2 separate regions of the Pan troglodytes genome follow, and region 1 is linked to region 2. Evidence: chromatin contacts called from public HiChIP or PLAC-seq data. All regions are on one chromosome and are shown on one strand. The core of a region is the stretch at or near the end of the contact, and the rest is flanking DNA. Distances in the headings are between cores, read along the strand shown. Region 1 holds the start of GUCY1A2 (guanylate cyclase 1 soluble subunit alpha 2). Region 2 holds the start of AASDHPPT (aminoadipate-semialdehyde dehydrogenase-phosphopantetheinyl transferase).

Region 1 (7,106 bases), core at 2,172-4,671, 940 kb after region 2:
ACTGACAAAACAGGAGCTTCCATGGCAAGTACAGTTTCTCCTGAAGTATATTGTGATGGCATGCAAGAAAGCTCACAACATTCAAAACAACTAGAAATTCCCATCTAAAAAGGCTCTGGTAATGGCTACTCTCAGCGGTTCAAAAACAAAAAAATGTCCAGCTTTCATGAGAGAATAGAGAGGACATAATCCATCTCCTGAAGAGTATTCAAAGAAGTTTCAAATCCTGACAATGTCAAAAAATGAATCTACTGGAACTTTTTGAGCTAGTGTTCTAACTTGCCAAATAAAAGAAAATAAGGTAAGGACTGCCCAGAAATGAGTCACTGCTTTGAAATATAATCTCTCTCTTTTATTTGTGTCACTAAGTCTATTGATGATATGGTTAACCAAGGAGAATTTTTCTATACATGTGTTATGTTGAAAATGTTTACAGTATATTCACCTGTATGTTCTCAGCGTCCACCTGACAGACCCTTTTCATAATAGAAAAGAACTATGGCATGGAAAGTATATAGAGCTGTTGCATTTATTTGATCATCACAATTATTTTCAAATTGCTTATTCTGAAAACCATTCTCTGGATACATTCTTTTCATCCAGCAAAAAGCCAGTCATTCAAATTTAACTTATAAAAGTAACCATCAGAGACTATTTCCTTCCTCTTATTCTGGCAGAAAATACTGCATTTCTCAGTTTCTTTTATCTACTCCTCATGTAAGTTGTTGAAAATAGTCTTAGCTTAAATTAGCATTATCAGAGGCATTGACATTACTTTTTAGAAATCTGTAAATTCTTAGGCAAAAAAAAAAAAAAAAACCTCCAAGGTTATATCAACAATTCTCCCCAAACTAATCATTATCTTTAGCAAAATCATTTCATTAAATAAGAATCTGTTGTACTAAATAACTATTTTATTGCACAAATGTTGCTTTAAGTACTGACACAAGCCTACAGACGCTCGGGGTCATTGGACTCCTGTTGTAAACAAATATTTTCAACAATTTGCAACATCAAATCGTTTATAAAATTACGCTGCCTGGGAAATATTGGCAGGGAAGAACAGCAAACAGTAGCCAATCTATTCTGAGGATTGTTTTCTAGGTTAATGATGAAAGAAAAAGTGGCAGAAAGATATATCAAATACGAAAATACACAAGAATAGGAGGATGACTGTTTCTCAATATGTGTTCCTAAGAATTAAATTAGTTCAAAATAAATAATGTAATAAGTGATTTATACATCTTCAATCAGGTCTCGTAAAAGAAAAAAATCATTCTCCATTAATACAAGTGCCACACGAATATTTGTAGACCTGTCTGGTACCCGTACTCAGTCCCCTCAGGGTTCCACTCCTTCTTAGGTCCCCCCTACCATCATTTGCAGTAGTAATCTCAAAAGAGAGACTCAACAGTAATCAAACAAGATCAGTGTTCAGATTCATTTCGGAAACTTTAAAAAAGTAAAATTCCTAGGGGTGGACAGGTGAAAGTGCTGTCAGGAGGAGCTAAAGCTCTTGTATCCAAGGTCAGGGTGAGGATAAAAGATGGGTGGAGGTTTGACGCTGAATCTTTTTCAAATTCTGTCTGCAACAGAGTGGATTTCTTCAAAACAGAGCTCTCCCAGACAGGGTAAGATTGGATCAGAGGTCTGGCATTCCTGCAAGAGGTAAAAGCCAAGGGTAGCTGAAATGCCTGGGCAGGAATAAGGCAGGAGTACTCTGGAAGGATGCCTACAACCAGGGGGAGTTTGGTGTACACCTGAAACTGCTGATACAGACATCCCAAGATGACCACAAGTTTGGAGAGGCATTTATTCATTCCACAAATATTTAGGAAGGGCCTAATATAAAGAAGCCATCAAAAAATGAGAGAGAAAGCACTAGAGAATCAATTGAAGAGAGAGTAAAGGATGAGGTACAGGTGCAAGAAGTACAGAGCGGTTTAAATAGCTAATGTGAGACAGAAAGCACTAGAGAATCCATTGAGGAGAGACTAAAGGATGAGGTACAGGTGCAAGAAGTACAGAGCGGTTTAAATAGCTAATGTGAGAGAGAAAGCACTAGAGAATCCATTGAGGAGAGAGTAAAGGATGAGGTACAGGTGCAAGAAGTACAGAGCGGTTTAAATAGCTAATGCATGCGAAGCTTAATACCTAGGTGATGAGTTAGTAGGTGCAGCAAACCACCATGGCACACGTTTGGTACCTATGTAACAAATCTGCACATCCTGCACATGTAACCCGGGACTTTAAATTAAATTAAATTTTTTAAAAAAGAAATCCAGACACCAGGTTTACCCAGAGAAGAATAAATGCCTAGTGGATAATAAAGAAAAAGAAAAAAAGCTACGGGGTGAGGACAACTCGAGATTAGAGATTACTTGAACAGAAGGCAACTCAGAAAAGTATCTGGCAAAAAGTATCTGAAGATGTGAGAAAAAGGATGCAACATAGAATGCAGATAGCCTGTGGAATTCAAAGATGTCAGAGAAGGTCACGCTAAGACCAAGAGAGTGTGGGAAATAAGGAGAGGAAGGGTTTCCTGGAAGGGGTTGGGGCTCCTTAGGGATGCTGGAGAACAGGATGAAAGACAGGGAAGCTGAACTGCAGAACAGAGTGCCTGGGAAAGTTTAGGGGAAAGAAAACAGGTGGGTGTGAAGCAGCACCGGGGCTGTCCAGGGGGAACAGTGGTGAAGTAGGGTTCAAGGCTAGAGGTGGGCAGACAGGCCCCCGAATCAGGATACCCCAAAGGAGTGGAATCTTATTCCTTCCCAGTGCTGTAGTCCCCTCTTCCGCCCTAGCCTAGGGGATCCTCTGTCGCCTGGAGCCACTGGAACCCTAGGCCGGGCAGGGTGAGGCCGGGCCGCCCCCCAGCGGTCGGGCTCTGCGCTCGCGCCCCGGCTCGCCCAGCGCCAACTTTACCGATCCGCGTTCTCTCTCCCGAAGGCGGTCCCCCCTTCCGACCCCCGCTCACCGAGGGCGCCGTCAGGCGGCTGATGCTCTCGCCCAGCGAATCCAGGTTGACCCGCCTTCGGCGCTGCACCCTCCTGGCCCCGGCAGTGGCGGCGGCGGCGGCGGCAGAAGCAGCCGGGGTCGGGGCCGGGGCGGCGGCAGCGGCAGCGGCAGCGGCAGCGGCGGCCGGGCTGGGCTCCAGCGGCCCGGGCGGGCTCCGGCTGCCATTCCAGCAGAGCCTAGACAGGGGGCACTCCCCCTCCTCCTCCGGGCTGGTCTCCAGGTAGTCGGAGCCCAGGGAGCTAAAGGACTCGGAGGAAATCTTCCTTCGAGACATGCTGCCGGCGGAGCTGCAGCGGCCGAGGCGGTGGCGGCGAGGACGCGAGCGGCGGCGGAGGCGGCGGTGGCGGGACCGGCAAGCGACAACGTTAAGCGCGTCGGGGCCGCGGGGCGCTGCGGTCGCGCCCGGCGGGGCGGGAGTCCCCGGGGCCGCGGAGTCCCCCGAGCCGGCTGCTCATGGCGGGAACTTGGGGCGCCGCCGCACCTTGGGGCCCGGGCTCGGCGGCGGCGCCGGGCTGGGCTGGGGGCCGCCGCCGCCTCTGCTGCTGCTCGCGCGGCGCCGCCTCAGCGCCCGCCTCGGCGCATCGCCGTGCGCCGCGCTCCCGCTCACGGGGAGGCTCCGAGAGTGTGTGACCGCGGTCGGCGGGGCGGGGAGGGCTGCGGCCCAAGCAGAAGGGGAGGCAGAGGCTTCTGCCGCCTGCGCGCCTATCTCGCCCCCTTTCCCTCTCTGCTCCCGCCTCTCTCCACTTGCTGCCCGCCTCCCTCCTTCTCCCTTTATCCCCCCGCCCCGCACCCCCATGCTCTCCCTCCGCGGGAATCACGTGTCGCCATCATACTCATTGGGAGTCTCTGCCTCGCCTGTCGCCACGTTTCAGGAGCAACGAGGACACTTCGTTGCTGTCCTCTGCGCGCCCTCCCTGCTGCGAGGAGGTGCGCACAGGAGCTCGGGTCGGACTGAGGGCCCCAACCCCAAACGCCTTATCCTCGGCCCTCGGGAGCAGATGGGTCCCGGCGGCGCTGGTGGGGAGAAGGGCTCGGGGCTGGGGGGCGAGAGGCCTCCCCCTGGAGCCACCTTGGGGAAACCTGACAGTGTGAAGTGGGGGTTAGGGTCCATGTTGTCCTTTCTCCGAGTTTATTTAGGAAGTTCCGAGGCAAAAGGGAAAGGCCAAGCGTCCAGCCAGCCCACTCCAGAGGAGACGCTTTCAGGGGAAGGGAAGGACAGGGGCAACATTTTGGCGCCCATCCTGCTGGAGCAGCTCCTGGGGACTTGTGTTCCCCGCCTCGTGCGAGGCCGTGTGGGCGCGGAGCGAGCCCAGAACGGGGCGGCAGTGAGGACAGCGTCTGCTCTGACAAGACAGCACTGTTGCTGAGCCTCAGCCGGGCGGGGTGCGCGGGGCTCCCGGCTCCGCTGGCTCCTCACTAGTGCTGGACAGCTCCGCTTGCCACCTATAGCCGCCTTTGCAGGCGTTGAGAACTGGAGAACAGTTCCTCCTCAAACTACCTAGCACCTGGCCCGGGGGAAACCGGGGAATGATCCCACGTCCCTCATCCTCAGGGCTCTTTGCGCCAAATATGCGATCTGTTTGCACCTGACTGCAAATGCTGCTCAGAAAGCTAAGGGGAGTAGGGATAAATGCTTCTCGAACTGACTCGCCACAGCGCGAGCATGTCTTGCCGCGAGTTTTCAGCTGTGCGGCTTCATTCCAAAGCTTATCTCTTTGCAAACCAGTCCTTCCAGCGCCTGACCCCACTGCCCCTTGCCTTAGCCCCAGAAAACTCTCATACTGGTTCTGAGGATAGAGTAAGAGATGGGAAGAAGGGGCAAATGACAGTATCCCGAAAGAGGGGTTCCAGGCTGTACTTCCCCCCTGCAATGAAGTGGATGAGCACCCTCCCCAGCTCACCCGATCTGCGGAGAGAAAAGTTTAGGGGCTCTAGCTTTAGTTTCCCAGTGAAACCGAAGCCAAAGCGTTTTTTTAAATTAAAGAACTGGTCCTTCCAGGTGAAGGCAGATGGGTTTGTGTGGACTGTGTTTATTTAAAAAGCAAAACCAAACCAAACCACAAAACCTGTGCTGTACCCCCACCACAATTTGCTTTTAACTTCAAATCTTCCCAAGTGTTTGTTAGGGCTTAAATATAAATGCTATTTGAGGTTTCATTTGGAAAAATCCACTCAAACTGGTTCAGAGACATACCTTTTTCCCCAGATCTTAAATGGGCTTTAAAGATAGAAAAGTGTGTACTATCACTCAGGCACTCCCCCTTCAAATTATATATATATATGTGTGTGTGTGTGTATATATATATATATGTATATACATATACATATGAGAAAGAATATATATAATATTCTTATATATATATATTCTTTCTCATCCTGCTGAGGAAGTTTCTTTTAAAATAATAATTGTTACAATTATTATTTAAACTGTTGTGCATCTACTATTGATTTCCCCATTACTTCAATTAATTCTATGTGCATTTGTGTCCATTGAAAATTACTCAAATTACACTTTTAATCATAAAAAATCATCAATTTTGCTAAAAAAGTTTCACTAGCCCCTTTTTCTAAATTATAATGAAAATTACATTATTCTAACTTTGGGGTAATTGTTTAATATTTCTGCTACACAGTATCAATCAGCATAAAGGATTGGAGTTCCTAGTTCTCTTCTTTGGTACTGATTATATAATAGTCAAGTTCTTTAGAATTATAGGATTTTAGTTAGTATTAAATATACTAAATAGCATGTGTCCTTCACATTCTTTCAATAAACTGCTGCGCACACAAATAAATATTATGGTAATGGCAAATAAACTTCATATTGAACTTAGAATTGGAACTTTTTATTAACCATTCCAACTCTTGTCTCAAAGTCAAAATTATTGAGTGCAAGGCAATGAGTATCATTTGTTTCTAAAATTTGTAAGAGGTCCAAGAGCCTTCCTGTTTACACTGGAAGTTTATTGCCAGAAAGAACTCTGAACCTATGGGACATTTTTTCTTTGTGTGAACCATTTGAATCAAAGACTCTTTACAGAATCTAGCCAGATGAAGTCGTCTTACAATTTTCTCTATGAATTACACCCTGCCTTTGATCATTATTTTCCCATGGATTTTTAAACTATAAACAAATCAAGGCCTAGATATAGCCAGTACAACATCTGCTTTGCTTTCAAGGGTTTCCTTTGTATTTCTGTTCAGGAGCAGGGTTCAAAAGCTCTCAATATGAAGAGTGCTGTGTTTATACTAGAATTGACATTTTTAAAATGAAGCATAGCTACTCTCCATTAAAAAAAAGAAGAAGAAGAAGGCTTACAGCTAGCAAAAGCAATCTAAATACTTTAGGTAGAGTAGTCTGCTGAGAATGAATAGTCTGTGCTCTGATTTTAGGAAAAGAAGCTTGCACAAGCTCATACCCACAAATCCAGCCCTGCTGGATATATTGTATTTCAATAAAGTATTTAAAGGCCACTCTCCAACTGGAAAAGAAAAATGCAGAAATATACTTGGTTTATTTGTGAAGTTGGTGTAGGCACCTGACAACTCAGATTGATCAAGCATTGGGAAAGACTTCCTAAAAAAACAGATTCTTCACTTTAGTCAAGACGATGACTATTTTACATTGAAACATCTAAAGTAACTATTGTTTGTGCATGACTTCCCTTCACATAAATCAATCCTATTTATAAACTCTTTCACTTATATAGCCTCATTTAACCTGATTTTCATCCTTCTCAGAGAAGTTGTTGAAGAAAAGTCACCTGTGTCAAATTCAAATCAAAACTACAATCAGTCCTCCTTCCCAAAATTCTTTGCGTTTCCCAGGTTCAAACTCTTGACTAGTTTCTTTTCATCCATCTAACACTCCAGCAAGAAAATCTGCAAGATTTGCATAAGCGTTCCCTGGAGCAGAGCTCTATCCTGATAGAAGACTGAAGAATTTCTCCCTGTCAATCTTTACATAAATCTGGCAATTCACAGGAATTGTACATGTAATATTAAAGCAAGTTTTCTAAAGAAATATAGTAGCTGGTGAATCCTTAACTAGGGCAAGTTTTTCTGGATCCCTAACCTGGAAAATCACACAC
Region 2 (7,063 bases), core at 4,552-7,051:
TAAATCCTACTTGTATAAGTGTATTTTGCAAATAACAAAGAATATGACATTTGGAACTAGAGAAATAGTCCTAAATGGTTCATCACTTATTAGTGACTCCTACTTAGGCTCTCTGAGGCTTTGGCTTTCTCATCTGCAAAGTGGACACACCTATGACACTGGACTGTTGTGAGACTTAAATGATACAATGAATATTAAGTTAATATCATCAAATTATATGTAAATATTAATGATTAAAATCAATAACATTATTAACAGTTAAACAATTCTCAATTCTTGGCAAAAGATTTATAAGGCAATTATTTTTCTTCAAATATTCTTCAAATTCAATTATGCTATTTCGTTGATTTTAAGACACAAATTTTTTCACACTTATCTGAAACTGACAGGCATCTTAAAATCACTCTGGTTGGGTAGTAGTCATGACATATTTGTCATTACATGTGTATTAAATTTGAAGAATGGATATCAGTGTGTTGGAAGAAAACCTTGGAGATAATAATGGACATTGGTTTAAGAAATGATATATCACTAATGCTCTAAACAGAGAATGATATTATGAAAATAAAACATGGACACAGAGACTCTGAGTTGAAAATCAATGAAAAGACACTTTGAATGTTAAGAAGTTTTAGGAATGCCTCAGCCAATTAATTTTGCTCATATTGTTCTTTGTATGTAGGTGCAAGGGTGTTATATGATTTTTTTAAAAGGGGGCTCTTTGCATGAGTAGAAAAAATTCTTAGTGATAAAGAGTTGTGCCATAGTTGGCATATTTTTTCTTAGTAGTATATAAAATAGTGTACTTTTAAGATTACACCCCAGCTTCAATGAAACACCTTCCTGCCCAAAACACTGACTCAATTTTTTAAATGATTGTTATTCTTTTTTTTAAAAGCCTTCCATTAAAACTTGATTTAAAGAATTGAATGAATAAAGGTAGAAGAGTCAAGCCTAAGAACCAAGCCTTTGATAAAAATCATACGCCACTTGATAAAAGTAGAACGTTAAACTAAAGCTGTGCTCTGCCTGATCTGGGCTTTGATTTCACTGGGTCCTACAGTGATCTTAGTTTCGTCACTGATGTTTCAATATACAGCATGATTTCTGGCCTATTTTAGTAAATATTTATTATAGATGCTAAGTATATGACAAGCACCGAATTAAGCACTAGAGATATAAAGAGAATAAAAGACAGACATGGTCCCTGCTTTTTCCTTGTCCAGTATCTAGTGAAAATGACATAATAAATAAAGTAGGCAAATAAATAATTACAAATTTTTATAAGTACTGTGAAGACACAAGTAGGAAGTGGAAATAAAAATGAACAATGGGGCATTCAATTTCAGACAATAACAAAAGGGGTAACAGGGAACACTTATACAGTGCTTATCATGTGCCATGCTTTGTACTATATTTTTTGTTTGTTTTTTTGAGACAGGGTCTTGCTGTGTCACCCAGGATGGACTGCAGTGGCAAGATCACAGCTCACTGAAGCCTCAACCTCCTGGGCTCAAGCAGTCCTCCCACTTCATCCTCCTGAGTAGCTGGGATTTACAGGCGTGCATTAGCACACTCAGCTTTTTATTTATTTATTTTTTTATTTTTTTTATTTAGAGATGGGATCTCACTATGTTACCCAAGTTGGTCTCAAACTCCTGGCCTTAAGTGATCCTCATGCCTCAGCCTCCCAAAGTGCTGTTGACTACAGGCATGAGCCACCATGCCTGATCCCATGCTATATGTTTTACACATATTCTTTTAATCTTCAAAAAAAAAAAACTGGATAAAGTAGATACTTATCTTTATTTTACAAACAGAGAAAACAGGCTTTGATAATTTAAGTAATTTGGCTAAGATCATATAGCAAGTAAGCAGGGAGTTGGTATGTGAACTCAGTTTGGCTCAAGAGCCCTTGCTTTCAGCCACTACAATATTAGGGAAAGCCTTTCTGAAGTGTCATTTGAGAATTGAATGATAAGAAGGTAAGGGGTTAGTGAGAGAAATCACATATAAAGCCCTACAGGGGTAAAGGAGTCCTTCAGTTTTAGTAAATTAAAGGCGGCCAGTGTGGCTGGAGTAGTTAATGAAAGGAAGAGGGTCAGGAGATAGGGCTGCAGAAGGCAGTTGCTACCTCAGTCAGGATGCTATGGGTCACAGGAGCTGGGATTTTATTCTAAGTGAAATAGGAACGACTGATTACTTTAAATTGGACAGTGACGTGACATCATTATTTTAAAAAATATTTTTCTAGCTAATAAGAATGAATTGAAAGGAGGTAAGAGAAGTAGGGTCCAAGTCATTCATTTATTCAACAAATATTAGTTTATGGAGTAACAAATATTGTGGCAGGTACTATTCTAGATACTAGAAATACAGCTAAAAACAACACAGACAAGGTCCTCTACCCTGGAGTCTACTTTAGAATGCTGAACACCCCCCCACACACACATACCCCTTCCTTCTCATACATTAAGAGCTTCTCCCACCCTACTAGACATTTTCCATTAGCATGCAAATTCTAGTATCTTCCACCTTTAAACAAACATCAAACAAAAATCTGTCCTTTGACCTTTTATTCCCTCTAGCTACCATTCCATTTTTCTACTTCCTAAATCCAGAAAAACTTCTTTAAAGGACACTCTGTGGTAGCATCACCTCCATTTATCGTCTCAACCCACTACAATAAAATTCCTTTCTTTTACTCCATTAAAACTGCCCTTGTCAATGTCACCACACTACCATCTTGAAGCTAAATTCTCACTTCTCTCTCCTCATCTTATTTCACCTCTTAGGATAATTCACACTGTTAACTAGTCCTTGAAACACTCGTCTTTTAGTTTCTGTGCCACAACATTCTTCAGGTTTCCTACCTTGCTGGCCTCTCCTTCTCAGTCTAATTAGAGGGCAATGTAACATAAGAATTAAGGGCATAGATTTCTAGATTTAGCTCTGAAAGCAAGTTGTGCTTATGGCATAGAAGACATTGGAAGAGAGTGCTCCCCTTTCTCAGGCAGGCTAGAAAACTGATTAGTATTTCAGATGAAAAATGATGGTGGGTTATACTAGATTGTTAACAGTGGGAATAAAGAGAAATAAATGGATTTTTCTGTATTTTAGAAATAGAGCCAAAAACACTTGGAGATGGATTGGATATAGGGAGTCAAAGAAGAGCAGCATCATGGTTTCTTCCTTGAGAAACTGGTAGAATTATGGAGCTATTCAAATAAGTCTTGGGGGAAAAAAGAAGGGTTTGAGGTAGAATAAAGTTTGTGACCCAATAAAAAGTTAGTGAGTATATCTAAAAAACACCTAGACTTAGAGATGATCTCATCCGATGCCTTTCCATTGAAATTAATACCTGGAAGAGGTTATGTCACGCATAGGATCCTGTGTGACCAATGTCACACAGACAATTGGTGGTAGAGCTGGAAATAGAATACGAGTCCCTCAGAATCCTGCTAAGAAGCCACAGATCAGCACCAAGCAAGATGATCATTACAGACTGAGTGAGCCCCTATTACTTTAGTCCTCTTCTTCCCCTGACCAATGCAGTAAAAAATATTTTAATAAAATTGTTGGGTTCATTTAATATAGTTAAGCAAGTTATGAACTGCATATTTATATTTCCTTAATAAAAGTGAGGGAAGTAAAGGCAGATAGAATATAAAAAGCAGTGTTACCCTTGACAGTAATAAATCTATTGTGGAGTCATTAATAACATTTACTCATGTATACTATTTGTAAAAGGTATACATGACATTCCCTCTCAAGTACTGTACATTCTATTTTGCAAGATAACACACATGAAAATAATTCAGGACAATAGGAGAGACGTCATAAGGCAATACTAGAATAACTGCCAAATGAATTACATAAACAATACTGTTTTGGAAAAAGGTACTCTGAAGTAGGCCGTAAGAGAAGGTTTAAGCTAAGCTCTGGAGAATTTGTAAAACCACACAGGGAAGGGGATTAAACAAACCTATAAAATATGTTCACAGGGTGATAGGTTTGGGGCTGAGGTTTGGAAGTGGAGAGAGTAAGCTATTTTAGACTAGGTGAACAGAGACATTCTGTTTGGTATGAGATTTGAGCCTGAATGATACAGAGGAAACAAGGAATGTGATAATGGGAGAAGGGGAGAATATTCTAGATTCTAGACCAAGTACAAATAATCCCTACGTTACTGTCTGTGTATTAGGCTCCATAGATCTAATACACAGAGATCTTGCTCGATGGTAAAATAATGGGATATGAATTCCTGAATTTAAACAAATTCTCTTTCTGAGCTCATTGTCTCCATCAGTAATAACTAGTGCACAGAACATGTGCAATAACGTACACAGAAGTGTTTTGGAAACAGAAACGTAATGTATCAAAGTTATAAAAATCAGTTTAAAACGACAAGAAGGAAAGGTTATATGATTCTTAGTTAAAAATGGAGAAGCGAGTTATGATCATTGCTGATATGGGTATTAGTATCACTTACATATCTTTACACTGTCTCTTATTGTACTTTTTATGCGTATGATTTATTTGCCTTACCAGATTGTAAGCTCCCTGCAGCTGGCAAGCAGATTTTCAATATGGCAGCTGACACAGGCTTTTGGTTAGCTAAGATGATATATTAAGCCAATAATTCGTTTTACTGTCCTTTGGGGATCTGAATTTGTGTGTGTGTGTGCTCAGAATCCCATCTACTTTCGAGGGATTCGGGGGGCTTATGATATCACGAAAAGTTAATGAAGACAAGTATAGATAAAAACATAATAGAACCCATCTTAAATAGGACAGAAATCATAGGCAGGTAATTGTGTTAATTACTACCGCTGGCCTTTGGCTGATATTTCCGGACAGTCAGAGGAAGAAGGAAATCGGCTGAATCCCGCAGTACCGCACTTTAATCGACCTCCAGGTAGTCATTTACAGTCATCTGCAGAGACCAACTTTTCCCTGGACCAAAACCTGCAGGGCACTTGGATCGCGTGGGCTTTCATACGAGAGTCAACAACAGCCTACACGGAACAACTAAGGAAACAGACATACATCAATATGACCCTTCGCAAAGTCTGAGAAAATAACTGAGCAAAGTTATTTACTTGTTTCTGCTGCTGTTAGAGCAAGGACCTCTGTCATGATGGAAACACTGATGCCTCAACAATGGAATCCTGTTTTCTCGCTAGTGCTCTAGCCCAGGCTTGGCAATAGCAAAACAGCACCTGGGTCGCTTCATCGCCCCAAATAAACAGCCAGCATTAGCTCAGCTGCTCGCTGGCAGCCTCGGATCCAGGCGGGGTCGGTGTTGCGCACTGGGGATAGTGCCTCTGCTCGGCCTTCGGAGGGAGGGTTTCAGGTAGGCTGCTGCTAAGGGTCGGGAGCGTACTGTGTGAGGGTGGGTCTTAGGCTGATGCGGATGGGGGCAGGGAAAGAAGCAACTCAGGGCTGATACGTTGCACAACTGCAGGGGGCACCACTGCAGACCCCCTCCTAGAGATGGAAACCTCTCGTGCCCCGTACACGAAGCAGCTGAAGCCAAGGACATTCTCTTCTCTGTGGGTCACAGGGGCCAACTCAGACCCCGAGAATAAGGGCTACCATCCCACTCCTCCCTCAGACCCCGGAGCTCACCCACCTGCAACTGCAGTCTCCGAAGTCTCCACCCCAGTCTCCCTGCCTCCAGAGGACTGGTTGCGATTGGCCTGCACCGCTGTCCCGTTAACTCTTCCGCAAGTGTGAGTGGCGTAACTGTCGGGCTCTTGGCCTTGGTCCCGCCCTTCGCTCGCCTCCGCCGAAGCCTCGCCTACTTGACGTCATACAATGCCGCAAAGCGCAGGGCTGATCTCCGTCTCCGCCCCCAGCTGCTTTCTCCGAGAGGAGGTGGCTGAGTTGGGGGCGGGCTGGCAGGGCTGTCGGTGGGCCAGTCTGCGTAGCGACGTCCCGTCCCCTGCGCACGGACGCCGGGAAGAAGGGGGTGGGGCCACGTTTGCGTCCGCGCCATCAGGCCCGAGATAGCGGCGAGGTCCGATTTCAGTGTATGGTTTTCCCTGCCAAACGGTTCTGCTTGGTGCCATCCATGGAGGGCGTGCGCTGGGCCTTTTCCTGCGGCACTTGGCTGCCGAGCCGAGCCGAATGGCTGCTGGCAGTGCGATCGATTCAGCCCGAGGAGAAGGAGCGCATTGGCCAGTTCGTCTTTGCCCGGGACGCTAAGGCAGCCATGGTACTACAGGTCTTTTTTTGTATTTAGAGCCTAGGAAGCAGATCTTGGGGGAGGCGGGCCGGGCTGTGGAGACCCGACACTCCCGCGCTGGCGGCGACCCTCTCGCTGTGGAGCCTGTGGCCGGCCCGGGCGACAGCAGCCGGCGCTGCGGAGTTGCGGGCGACGCACGGCCTGGTTTCCACGGCCTTTGTAACCGCCTTGGAGGCCGCGATGGCTGTAAACATTATCTCTTTCCCCTTGTTATTTCAAATGGAGACCCTCCTAAACCATGAAGTAAGTGTAGGGAAGGCCGACAAAATTGGGTTTTTCTGTAATGAATGTTTTTATGTCTTTATCTTTAAATGTTATTTTTTTTGTTTGCGTGGGTTCATAGCCCATGCTTATTCTGCCTGTTAAATATCCCATCATTCTCCAAGGACTCCCTGCACGTGGTAGGCCCTAGAAATTATTGACAGTATGATTTAGTTTGTAGCCCTGCGCTCACCGGGATTGAAGCCAATGAAATTGAAGCCAGAGAGGATACCTTCCTCACTAGATGCCATGGGAAACGGTATTTTACGTAGATTTATTTATTTTAGCTATGTATTTTGAAGCAACAAATGGAAAACTGGATTTCAAAACAAGTAATCTGTACAATATGGTGCAATTTGAAACAACCGTGAATTACCATCATTTAAAAGACAGTCCTTTCTTAAAAATGTCCCATATTGAAACACTTTCTGTTTGAAATGTAGACTAGTTGGTAATTTTTAAGGCACATTGGTGAAAATTTTTTACACTTACTTATCATTTGTAAGGAATTGTAAAATAAGCTACATTTAAAAGCCTGCAGTTTTTAAAAGT

Evidence for each region. HiChIP or PLAC-seq counts read pairs in DNA pulled down with a chosen protein or histone mark.
Region 1: a contact with region 2 is called in an H3K4me3 HiChIP or PLAC-seq map of stem cell-derived excitatory neurons, with 8 times the contacts expected there. The contact joins the promoter of GUCY1A2 here to the promoter of AASDHPPT in region 2. A contact is called at or near these places in 1 of 7 Hi-C or Micro-C datasets (stem cell-derived neural progenitor cells) and 1 of 1 datasets of contacts at active chromatin or transcription factors (stem cell-derived excitatory neurons).

What each region holds. Positions count from the first base shown.
Region 1 is chr9:109,010,102-109,017,207 of NHGRI_mPanTro3-v2.0_pri, forward strand. It overlaps GUCY1A2 (guanylate cyclase 1 soluble subunit alpha 2), which reads right to left and starts at 3,422. Exons shown (of 8, transcript XM_522169.8): 1 at 2,975-3,422. The coding sequence starts at 3,289.
Region 2 is chr9:108,066,070-108,073,132 of NHGRI_mPanTro3-v2.0_pri, forward strand. It overlaps AASDHPPT (aminoadipate-semialdehyde dehydrogenase-phosphopantetheinyl transferase), which reads left to right and starts at 5,802. Exons shown (of 6, transcript XM_508734.8): 1 at 5,802-6,220. The coding sequence starts at 6,038. It overlaps KBTBD3 (kelch repeat and BTB domain containing 3), which reads right to left and starts at 5,793. Exons shown (of 4, transcript XM_063784487.1): 1 at 5,636-5,793; 2 at 4,549-5,031.